3 separate regions of the Mus musculus genome follow, and regions 1 and 3 are each linked to region 2. Evidence: chromatin contacts called from public promoter capture Hi-C data. All regions are on one chromosome and are shown on one strand. Each heading gives the region's core, a stretch centred on a gene start, on an enhancer-like site or on the middle of the called end of the contact. The rest is flanking DNA. Distances are from core to core; before and after follow the strand shown. Region 1 holds the start of Diaph3 (diaphanous related formin 3). Region 2 holds the start of 9630013A20Rik (RIKEN cDNA 9630013A20 gene). Region 3 holds the start of Tdrd3 (tudor domain containing 3).

The links. Promoter capture Hi-C pulls out the DNA fragments that hold promoters and counts their contacts.
Region 1: a promoter capture Hi-C map of hippocampal neurons shows a contact between it and region 2, with 12 times the contacts expected there. The contact joins the promoter of Diaph3 here to the promoter of 9630013A20Rik in region 2. A contact is called at or near these places in 8 of 39 promoter capture datasets (the 3T3-L1 cell line, cranial neural crest, frontonasal cranial neural crest and 4 more).
Region 3: a contact with region 2 is called in a promoter capture Hi-C map of hippocampal neurons, with 25 times the contacts expected there. The contact joins the promoter of Tdrd3 here to the promoter of 9630013A20Rik in region 2. A contact is called at or near these places in 2 of 39 promoter capture datasets (cranial neural crest and hippocampal neurons), 1 of 484 Hi-C or Micro-C datasets (olfactory sensory neurons) and 1 of 115 datasets of contacts at active chromatin or transcription factors (pro-B cells).

The regions. Positions count from the first base shown.
Region 1 is chr14:87,138,710-87,142,694 of GRCm38.p6, forward strand. Diaph3 (diaphanous related formin 3) reads right to left here and starts at 2,515. Exons shown (of 28, transcript NM_019670.2): 1 at 2,289-2,515. The coding sequence starts at 2,405.
Region 2 is chr14:84,473,748-84,477,778 of GRCm38.p6, forward strand. 9630013A20Rik (RIKEN cDNA 9630013A20 gene) reads right to left here and starts at 2,677. Exons shown (of 6, transcript NR_015539.2): 1 at 2,601-2,677; 2 at 2,262-2,292. It overlaps Pcdh17 (protocadherin 17), which reads left to right. Exons shown (of 4, transcript NM_001013753.2): 2 at 3,576-3,634; 3 at 3,768-3,940.
Region 3 is chr14:87,414,596-87,418,820 of GRCm38.p6, forward strand. Tdrd3 (tudor domain containing 3) reads left to right here and starts at 1,988. Exons shown (of 14, transcript NM_172605.3): 1 at 1,988-2,253. The coding sequence starts at 2,213.

The DNA.
Region 1 (3,985 bases), core at 1,265-3,764, 2.7 Mb after region 2:
GAGACAGAAGCAGGCGGATTTCTGAGTTCAAGGCCAGCCTGGTCTACAAAGTGAGTTCCAGGACAGCCAGGGATACACAGAGAAACCCTGTCTCGAGGAAAAAAAAAAAAAATACACATATGCCGGCATGGTGGTTTACGCCTTTAATCCCAGCACTCAGGAGGCAGAGGCAGGTGGATTTCTGAGTTCAAGGCCAGCCTGGTCTACAGAGTGAGTTCCAGGACAGCCAGGGCTATACAGAGAAATCCTGTCTCGGGGGGAAAAAAAAAAAAAAAACACATATATACATAGCAACAACTAAAGAAAAAGAGGACATAAATTTAAGAAAGGGGGTGGCACACAGCAGGAGCTGAAGGGAGGAATGGGGCTAGGGAAAATGATGTAATTATATTATAATCTCAAAACATTTAAAAATTACAATAATAAAATTAATATGTAAGTAAAAGTCTAACTGTGGAGATCATCAAGAATCCAAATTACTTCTAAATGAATTATGAAGTCATGATTCAAATCAAGCCCCACCCATGAACTCAACATTGTAGAGTTCAACATCTTAGAACTTCAGCATGTTGTCTTTTAGACTTCATTTCAGCATGACTTTTAGCAAATGGTATGGGCACTGTGGCATACCAGAGAAATAATAAAAAACACAATCATCAGCCTTCAGTAACATCAAATATTTATTCAAGAACGCTATGTTGTAAACTACAGAAAATCACACTTCCGTGGCAGCCAAGACATGTGCTGAGCACTAACCCAGAAAGTCAATTATAAAAAAGAAGAGATGGGCCGGGCGTGGTGGCGCACGCCTTTAATCCCAGCACTAGGGAGGCAGAGGCAGGAGGATTTCTGAATTCGAGGCCAGCATGATCTACAAAATGAGTTCCAGAACAGGCAGGGCTATACAGAGAAACCCTGTCTCAAAAAGCCAAAAAAAAAAAAAAAAAAAAAAAAAGAAAGAAAGAAAAAGAAGAAGAGGAAGAGGAGGAGGAGGAGGAAGAGGAGGAGGAGGAGGAAGAGGAGGAGAAGAAAGAGGAGGAGAAGAAAGAGGAGGAGGAGGAGGAGGAGGAGGAGGAGATGGGGGCTGGTGAGATGGTACAGCGGTTAAGAGCACGGACTACTCTTCCGAAGGTCCTGAGTTCAAATCCCAGTCACTTGGTGGCTCACAACCATCCATAATGACATCTGACACCCCCTCCCGGTGTGTCTGAAGACAGCTACGGTGTACTTACATAAAAATAATAAATAAATCTTTAAAGAAGAAGAAGAGGAGGAAGAGGAGGAGGAGGAGGAGGCAGCATCTCATGGATCCCTCTCAGAGTGGACAGAATCTATCATGACCAGGTTAACTCTCTCCTATCCTCGTGTTATTTTGATGCTCAATTCTGCATAATCAACCCCCACTTATCTCAACATGTCTCTGCTCTCAGCTTTATTCAATTACAAGTAAATATTACACTTAGCGATTGATCCACAATCTATTATTTTGGATATAATCATGGTATAAATTCCTGAAATTGTATTTGACAAGAAAGGGCAAAGCCTGTTCCTATCAATACATAAAAATAATTTCCCCATACTTCTAAGGAAAACTAACAGTCAGTGTTAACTCTGCAATTCTCTTGGACTAATACCAAAACCTACCAACCCACACAATCAGACAATCTGAATGAAATCATCCTCATTACCTAGTTTCCTTCCAGCTGACACTAACTAAAAGCTTACCAGGTGCTAATCATAGCTCTTCCTTAAGCTTTAAGAACGCAAAGCCAACCCGATTAACGAGTTTCAGATACTTGAAGACTCCTTCCAAGCTAAACATGACATTCTTTAGCAGTGACTACACAACCCGCCAAGTTTGAAAACGAGTTGCCTCAACTTGTAAAAATACGTCCACCTTAAAAGGTTCTTGTTGAATTAAAATATTAGACGGGGGAGGGAGGGCTATCAGCTAGAAGTTCACTTTCTGTCTGACTGACTGTTCTACTAAAGGGATGGGGTAAATTTTAACTTTCTTTTAAAATGCAGAATCCGCCTTGATGACGTCAGTACACAGCCATTTGAACTGTTTTTCAGATACGCCCAAAGAACTGCCAGGCTTCACAGACATCAGGGCATTCGTCCCAGAAAGGAATCGAATCCCGCCTTGTCACTGGGGATCTAAGCGGATTAACAGCTCAGGCCTTCTGAAACAAACCTAGCTCCCAGCTCCCGGGGATGTCACCTGGGGGACAGGGAGTTGTAGGCCGCGGGAGTCGCCGCACGTTGTGGCTCTGGCCCACACTTACCAACTTGGGTCGCTTCTCCCCGGGCTCGTAGGGGCCAGCGGGCGGCGCGGACTGCAAGCCCTTCCTCCGCGACGACTTGCTGTCCCGGCCGAGAGCGCGCGCCCGGTGCCTCTCCATCTTCCCGGGTCTAGGTCGCGACCTGATCTGGGGCTTTGCTCCGCGGGCTCAACTTCCCGGTCCCACGCCCACTGCGCATTAACCGCTGCACACGGCTGGGCCAATCTATCTGAAATCTCCCGCCACCACAAGCAGCCCGGTCAGCCAATCCCGCGCCGCGGAACCTGTGACGCAAGGGCCCCGCCTTTTCCGGGGATGCCAAAGCCTGGGCCTGATTGGCCCTTCGGCCTGTCCATCGCGCTTCTCGCCCTCTGGCTATGCAGGCTGCTTGCCAGATGGTACATAGTAAGGAACGGGTTTGGAAGGAAGGTTGAGCTAAAGAGAGTCTCTAACAAGGCTTCCCTTGGACTTTCAGAGTAGGTTCTTGAAAAATCTGAGCCGCAGGGAACCTCTCTCAGTACTGTTTCAGCAGCACTGAATACGAAAGCAACTGATAAGCCCTTTGAGTAGTCTCTGGAGATCTCAGGGTCTAGGAAAAATACTTCTACTACTTGCCAGCGCCCATGCCTCTTAGAAGAGATGTTTACCATTTTTTGATTACCGTTTATATAAAAATACTGCTGTCGTCTCAGAGAGAATAGAGTTCATTCTAGAACCAGAAATGAGTGACCGCAGCCAGGTGGTGTGAACATCGGTTGAAGCACGGAAGAAAGTCATTTCAAAGACATTAGGACAGACCTACAGGTGCTACGAGATGCACAGTCTTGTTTGAGGTTGGTGGAAGTTAGTGGACTTTTAAGGAAGAGCAAAAGGCGTCACGTGATAGTCGTAGGTATGTTAGATCTAACGCAGCGATGAATGGCAATTACGTGAGCCAAGATTACTTGGCTCTGGATTGGCAGCATTCCATGTCTCTACAATCATTGGAATTCTAACCTGTCAATTAAGCGCGTAGAATTTTTACTACAGGTGCGGCTTTTTCTGGAACTCCAGTTCACATTGTTCAGCACTTACAGCATGCCTCAAAGCCTAAATGCGTACTCAGGGTCAACCAAAAATTAAAAGGAATAGGGTCCAAACAATTCACAGTTTAATGTGTTTCACAGGTATTGACACAAAACAAAATGTAAAATTATAACAGCCATTCTACAGGTTTTTAAGTTCAGGTGGCAATCCTAAATATAAAGTAGAGGAAAGGGTCAGAACCTGGGTTCAAGGCAAGCAAGCACCTATCCCCAATATGCCAAATAAAGACATTAGTAATGAAGAGAAAATTCTGGAGATCAACTCAGTGTGGCTACACAAGGAAAAGGAACAAATAAAGAAATCCAGGAATCTCCCAAGTGCATCCTTAAAGATATTGACCTTCTGACTATGGAGGTGATTCAAGCCAAGACAAGTAAACATAAACTATTGATTTTGGTACAAGAAATAGTTCTAGGTATTCCACAGAGACTAGCACAGGGATTCAGAAAATGAACCTAAGGTTTCATCTACAGCTTTTAGAGGTTTAGGTTTAGTTCTGGTCTTGCAGGTACTGTTTGCTCCTTTTCTTGTTATAATGTGAGTTTTTATTATTGTCACACAGATTTTCATCTTCAGTGAGCATATACTAAAGGCAGATTCCAAGAGATTACCAA
Region 2 (4,031 bases), core at 1,427-3,926:
GGGAGGCCTTTTAGTCCAGTGACAAAGAGATGTGAATTTGGATCTCCTTGCCTGGGAGAAAACCGTGCAAGCTCTCACCATTTTATATATGTATATAATATATGATATATTTATATTTAATATCCACATTAAGAATAGAGCATGTTATTTCATTATTTAATCATAATTGATAATTTTATAAATTTATATTATAATTGTATATTTGTTAATTCATATATTCATAATATTATTAAATTGATAATACATTATATTTTCATGATTACTCAATTGTGCAATTGAGCAATTTATTTCACATTTACTGAAAATTTCTAGACCTGATGTAGTTAATTTGGCATTTTCAGAATATCCATTTAGTCTATTTTGATAACATAACATCTTGTCTCCCTGATTTTATGATCGACTTAATCTTCACATCATAGGTGCATGTAAATGACATAATATTTATTTCACAAATAAATTTTACTCATTTTAGCCAACATGGTTTAGTGTTACTGTATACATTTTTTAGTCTTCTCAGTTATGTTTTTTTTTTAACATATGATTTGAGCTTCATAATTTTACTAGGATAACATGTCTCAGAAAGTGGTATATCTTGGGAGCAGCTTATTATTTATTGTTGATGACATAAATATTTTTGTGAACCTGATTTACTAATGCAATGTGCTTTGGTGAGTATTGTTGAAGAACTAAAGGAAGAATATCATCAAAGAAGAGTATTATAATTCTGCAAAACTTAATCATCTTAAGTGTTTGCTTGCTTAGGTGTGTTGGTCTGTTTGCTTGTGCCAAAAAGAAAGAATTTCCCAGTGTTTATTGTTTCTAACAAATAAAATAACCAAACCACAGCAGAAAGGGCAAATCATATTTAGTTCTGTGTTATTTCAGATCTGTTTTGTTATCAGGAAATATACTCTGCAGAAAGCTAAAGAGTTGTAAAGGTCTGAACCCATATTTTATTCTCTTCCAAGATTTAAAACTTAAGCATCGTCCCAGTATAAGCCAAAACTCAAAATTTAAAGTACAGTAGCTAGGTTTAATAAATGATGCTGATAGTACTAAATTTCTTTTACATTTTTTCTTTTCTATGAAACTAGCACCTATTTCATAGTTGGATAATGTTGAATGAATTTTTGGACCTCCCTGAGCACAGATAATGAGAACTTTGCTGTCTATATTAAAACTGTATACTTTTTAGAGTAAATTAGTTGTGTGTTTGTAAAAAGCCAAATGGCTACTCTGCACAGAAACTATAGTCTCTTGCTTTCCAAGCAACTTTAATCAGTAAGTACAGACATTCTTAAACTTTGACACTGTGTTACTGATAAAGTCGTAAGCTTTTATATTTGTAGTTTTTAAAGCTCTGGGATGGTAAACCATACTTTTTTCCTCTTGTGTTTCTTTACATTCCTCCTATCCTTCTCTTTCATAGATATTTTTATTTTTGTCTTTATTTTCTCTGTATTTTTCTCTAGCTTGACCCTCTGCTTTTAACTTTCTTCTTGTTCTCACCAAATGACTTTTTCCTTTCCCTTTCTTTTGTTTTTCTACCTTCCTCTAAACAATTGTAGATAACAGTACTAATGTGATGTTCACAATTATGGATGTATGTATTTATGAACACACATTCTTCTACAGTCCTTTATTCAAAGGGATAACGTACTTTACTAATATGCATGAATTTCTGGAAACTGTTCTTAGGATGAGTGGAGAAAAGTTTCTTTTGTCCTTCTCATGTGCCTCACTGAACACAACACTTAAGCTTCACCTAATTGATACCCTTGAAGGCCTTATACTATTTACAGTCACACTGATGTTTCCATCTTCCGATTTTCCTTTACTTCCTTACTGTCTTGTTAACATTCTGTACTCTTTTTTTCCATGAACTTGTCCAAAACATTTATATATGACTCTTTCCTGGCAGTAATAAAAAACTTTGTACAGATGTTTAACCACCATAAATCACAAGATACATTTTATCAAGTTGGCAGGATTGCTAAGTTTGTAGATACTTTTAGAATTAGGCAGGACTTTTGTAGCCTTGTGACATCTATTTAGTTTGGCATTAGTCATTTTACTGGGAGTCAAAGTTTCCCTTGAAGTTGTTAGTTTGTCATTTTGGGAATAAAAAGAAGAAGCTTCACCTAGTTCAAGTTGAGGTACATGAGGATGCTTCAGAGACCCCAGGCTCAGGTACAGGATGATGAAGATATCAACTTTTAAATACAATTTGGTAAAACTTGAATTCATGCTGTTCAGCTAACCTTGCATGTGGCTCAATAAAGGTCATTGAATCTACATAAAAAGAAAAAACATTTACAGATTAAGAAAATTATATATTTTTATCATCTCATACTTTTAACAGACAAGGAGATTTGTATATTTTCATCATTTTTCAATATATTTTCAATTTACTCTTTCAATATATTTTCATATTTCAAAATACTTTCAATATTTTCCTAAACCAATTTTATTTTTTTCCAGCAACACTTCACAAAGCCAAATAAATGTAATTATTACATAGGAAGCAAAAAACAAGCCCTACTTTTTAAAATTAACTTTACTTATAAAGAAAGCACATATTTCACTGCAATATGCCTTACCTTGGCCTGCTTCTTCCATGGTTACACGCTCCGCGTGTCTGATACTTGTATGCTGGATGGTCTTGTACTTCCCCATTGCTGCTCCAGTGCATAATAGCGTGATATGAAGAAATGCAGAAAACAAGAGAAGCATTGTCACCAAGTCAGCTGCACGAAGAAGTAACGTGTGTGAATGTACAGTATAGGGAGATCTATGAAAGATCCAGTCTATTTCTCCCAAAAGACTCTGTTCCATGATACAAGGAGAATTCAGTTCTTGTTGGCAGAACTCCATGTCAGTTTGGAAGCAGTAAAAACGACAAGGCTTGCTTTTTCACATCCTTACTTTTAATACTTAAGTAACTTTCAAAAATTTTATTTCGCTCCAGAAAGTAATACCCAGTTCCATTAAGTTGTTTGATAGTAGGTTTTATAGTTAGAATGGAGTTTAGAGTGAATTAAAAGTGAATCCAACCCTTTATAATTTGCTTGTATCTATCCATTCCTAGTAAAATTTTTGAGGGAAGTCCATCAATCGTTTAACTGAGTGGATGACTTTGCGTGTTAATACATGAGGAAGGGCATAGAGTCCCAGCAGATGATACAATTATGTATAAAAATGAATGTTTTCAAATAAATGCACACTTACATACGAAGAAATTAGGTCATTTTCCCACTCCTCCCACAAATGTTCAATCTTAGTATCTGCGTAAAGAAACACCATTGATAGCATTATCCATCCTGGAACTAATGGATAATGCCAGTTTTGACAGGTTCATTGTTTACTTTAACAGGTAATTTGTGGACCGGAATCATTTAATTGTTCTGAGTACATAATTACATGTCAGCAATTTCCAATTTAATTAAAATGTACAAATCTGAAGATTAAGAGAATTTTTGAATTATTAATCATTTTTCCACTAGGAAATCTTGTTGCTCTGCAGGAGATTTGTCCAGTGTACAACTATACGTATTTTTTTTCCTTCTCTTTCACAGACAGACAATTTTCCCGCAGAGCCCAATTACATGGGCAGCAGGCAGCAGTTTGTTCAAAGGTAAGGCCTATTAAATAACTTTCTCGGCTTCCCCATTTGCATTCGTGTCAAAATTGCTTTGCAAGAGACTACACTTCAGGTTAAAACTGGTAGAGACAACACCCTCTCCTCTTTTTCTTCATGTGTATTTCAGTAGCTCCACGTTTAAGGACCCAGAAAGAGCCAGCCTGAGAGACAGTGGGCACGGGGACAGCGATCAGGCGGACAGTGACCAAGACACTAACAAAGGCTCCTGCTGTGACATGTCGGTTAGGGAGGCACTCAAGATGAAAACTACTTCAACTAAAAGTCAGCCACTCGAACAAGGTGAGTGACGCCCTCCCGTGCTTACTGAGTGCAAAGTCATATTTACAAGCTTCTCAGGACTACCAATGCTGTTCGCACAGTGGACTAGACC
Region 3 (4,225 bases), core at 738-3,237, 2.9 Mb after region 2:
CTGAGCGACTGATTCCAGGACTCGTTTAAGGCATTCTTTGTTGTAAGGATAAAGGCATTTCCCCCTCTGCTGTACACTATCATTTTAATACACTGCTATGCGAAGATTTTGTATTCCTATGGACTTTTATCCAGTTTATTTCAAAAATTCAATGTGCCATTAATGTCATGATTTTAGTTTTTGATGCTCTTATTATAACAAATTCCTCCAGTAGGAATCACACTCTTGAAGTGGGTTTGGTATTTTGTGCAATGTTTAACTTTAGTCATAAGCACCTGCAATGGTAAATTCTTATTGTATCACACTGAATGTGAGAACCAGTTTAAAGGCTTATTTATTCAATAGTTCTGGTTACTGGGACATTATAACTTTCACTTAATTTACACGAATAAAAAGTTATGTTTGGGGCTGGTGAGATGGCTCAGTGGGTAAGAGCACCCGACTGCTCTTCTGAAGGTCTGAAGTTCAAATCCCAGCAACCATATGGTGGCTCACAACCACCCGTAATGAGATCTGATGCCCTCTTCTGGTGTATCTGAAGACAACTACAGTGTACTTACATATAATAAATAAATAAATCTTAAAAAAAAAAGTTATGTTTGCTATGGTCTATTTAATAACAAAGTTGGCAATTAACCTGAGCTGTCCATTTACTTTTATTTATTTTTTTCCCCCTCTGTGTTCAGGTCAGCTTGTACATATAAACACACTTGCTGCTCATGGATGATTTAAAACATTTTCTACCACTGCAAATACTAGGAAAGAAATTTATTCCAGTTTCTGAACATGCTGTACACATTTAATTATACGTAGGAGCAAATGTGTGTTCAGAAAGACATCATAGCATATTTCCCAAGGAAGGCATAGTGACTTTAGAACTGTGAACAGCTAAAGTGAGAAAATGGAGATTTCAGTTAACTTCTGGATGCTTAATACCCTTCTTTCTCTAATAAGTTGCTTTTAAGTCTCAGGAGCAGCTGCCAATTTTGCAGTCTCTCCGAAGTCTGGCTCAGTGACGGTGACAGTAAAGGTGAAGCAGCCACCGCGACGGGTTGCAGACCGAATATAAGTTATTTTTTTATTATTAGATGTTTTCTTTATTTACACTGCAAATTTTATCGACTATAAGTTCTTAAATAGCCTGTAAGTCTGCAGAATCACTGGGAAATAACTTGCCCCCGACTCTCCTCCTCCGCGCCACCGTCCCAGGAGGAGAAGGACCCAGATTCTGGAGTAAACTTTTTAGGAGCACCAACAGGCCCGCCCCGACCCAGAAACCTCTTCTCTGATTGGGCTGTGTGACTCCTGATTGCCCAATCACGATAGGAGCGTTCCGGCGCAGCTCGGTGGCGTCGCTGCGCGTGCCCAGTCGGGGACACGCCGTGCACCCCGGTCCTCCCGCGTGCGGCAAAGGGCACGGCGTAGGGCGGTGCTAGCCCGGTTAGGTGCCGGTGCCAAGGTCGCTGGGCCACGCTGGGTTAGGGCTACGCCCAGCAGGAGGGTGACAAGAAAAAAAAGTCTTGTCCCTGTTGCCCAGTTTCAAAGCCAACTCCCTTAAGTGCAGGGTTAGGGTGTCGCGCTCACCCAACTGCCTGCGGGGACCCAGAGTGGGGTGCGAGCCGCAGTCTCTGAGCCTCGGCCGACCGCAAGGCCGGGCGAATGGAGCGGGCCCTGGTGACAACAGCCAGCTCGGGTGCAGAATGGGCTGGGCTGCACCGCCCCAAACGTGGCCGTGGTAGCATCATCCCCGATGCGCCGCCGCCCGGGCCGCGGGGGTCCGTGTCCCGCCCCGTGAGGCAGCCTAGTCCCTGGGATGCGCGGCTCCCGCATGTGTGTGCAACTTAGAAAGTGACCAAGCAGCCCGGTCCCCGGCAGCAGGAGCGGCGCCAACCAGCCTAGCCTAGCGCCGTCCCCCGCGGCGCCGTGTCCGATCCCCGGCCCAGGCCGCGTTTGGCGGCTCGCCGCTCCCAGCCCGGGCCGGCCCCTGCGGCCGCTCACAAAACGCGGCGAGCGGAACCCGCACGCGGAAGCGCCCGTCTCACTGAGCATGCCCAGTGGCACAGTCGAACAGAGGAGTTTTTTTTTCTTTTTCTTTTCTTTCTTCTTTTTTTCCCCCTCTTTCTTCTTTTTCTTTTTTCTGGGTCTCCAGTAGGAGGCCCGTCCCCCACCCTCAGTTCAGACCCCCGCCGTCCCCGAGCCTGAACAGCTAACCATGGCCGAGGTGTCCGGCGCCGCGTTGTCCCAGGCGGGTTGGTAAGTGCCGCGTCGCGCCGGCCGCCCGGCCCCGGGCTCGGGTCCGGCCCCGGGGAAGGTCGGGAGAGGGGCGCCGGGGATGCGGCGAGGAAGGCGGCCACGGCCACCCGCCCCCGTCCTCTCGGGGGCCCTCGGGGCCGGCTCCGCCCCCGGCGCCACGCGGAGCTGGGCGAGCGTCCCCGCTCCCCTAGGGGCGGCGGCCTGCGACCGGGAGCGGCGCGCCGGCGGCAGCGGCGGCGGCGGCCCGCGGGGAGAGAGCGAGGCCTCGGGGCCGGGGAGCGGGCGGCGGCCAGGCCCCGAGCCGCGCCGCTCAGGAGCACCCGCGGGGCCGAGCACGGCGCGCCGCCGCCCCTGGAGGGTGTCGCTGCGGCGGACGCGGGAGGCGGCGGCCTGCGGGAAGTTGGCGGGAGCACGGAGCCCAGCCCCGCGCGGCGGCCGGAGCCGGCCCGCTGCCCTCGTTTCAAACTACCGCGCTGACCGGAGCGCCGCTGCCCTTGCTGCACGCTCAACTCGCGAAGCAGAGAATGACCGTCCCGGCTACTCGTGCCGGGGCTGCCCCGTGGAACTTTTCTGGAAAGGATGGTGTTGGTCTGATCTTTTTTTAAAAAATACTTTTCCAGCCGTGACTTTTGGGGATCTGAAAGCAATGACAAATTACTTGACATTAAGCAGTTTCTGGAATTGCAGCCACACCAGTTGTAAACATCCAGTTTAATTCAGCGTCGCTTTCCCCAGCCTGGCGTAGGTACCTTCTGGGCTGATGGGTAGGGGTGAGGATGAAATACAGATTACTCGTCCCAGCTTTCTGAAACTACACTTTAGTGAGAAGGGAGATCAAGAAAACTATCGCAGTGTTAGCAAAGCGTGAAGGACAGACCGAGCACTTGATGACTGAAGGAGAGAAGTGGGTTCTGGCAGATGGTGAAGAAAGACTTTGCAGATGTAGAGTTAGGAATGTGTTCATTTTGGAGAAAGGACACTAGATCCTAGAGGTAACTGGAAGTAGGGAGGTATTTGAGGATTAAAGCCAAGAAGGAGGAAGCCAGTGCTTAAAGGGTTGGAATTTTACTTTGATCTTAAAGTTTTGACCAATAGGGCAGAGACAAAGCAACCCTGCTGTGAATGCTTTGCTAATTGACTTGACAGGCCTTTTTTTTTTCCTGCCCTACTCACAGGTGTAAAGATGAAGGCAAAGAATTAAGTAACTTTCTCCCATGACCTGGCTAGAAAGTGGTTGAAATAAATGTTGATGTAACTAGGCTGGTTCAGTCCTGTGTACTTAGTATTTGTTTATAAAGTACAGACCTCCTCACCCCCCGCCCCCCCCCCCATTTACTGCAAATTGTAAGTTAAAAATTTCACTTTATTCAGTTTTATTTTCCTCTTTCAATGGGATGCCTCCTTTCATTTTCTTGATTTTTTTTTTTTAACAAGGCTGTCCAGAATAAGCTTAAGTCTGTCTTCATTTTAGTTTATGTAGCCCAGGCTGGCCTCGAACTCATGATGGGATTGCAGGTTTGGATCACACCAGACTTAGCATCTATTTGAGTTCTACATTACACTGAGTCTTACTCTTATAAACTAGTGATACCCCTTTATTTACACATATGGCCTTTTGCGTAAATTCTGAAACATGGCTGCATCCTATAAGAAGGTTTGTTAGTTTATTAGGATCCCAGAAGATTCTAAATTTGTTTTATCCGGACTTTTATAACTAACTCCTTAAGGGCAGAGAAGTCTATATTATTTTTCTGTGGTATCTTAGATACTTAGAAATATATTGCATCATAGGGTCTTATTCATTTGGAAGAGTTGACCTTGGAATGGCCCGGTCAGTCACAAATGCCCAGGCAGAGTCCGGTTCCTCCTTTAGTAAGATTGTTACAAATCTCCAGCAATGTTACATTTTATCATTTGCCACTTTGTACTACAAGTTAGGTTTACATATTCCTTTCTACCAATCTGTTTTGCT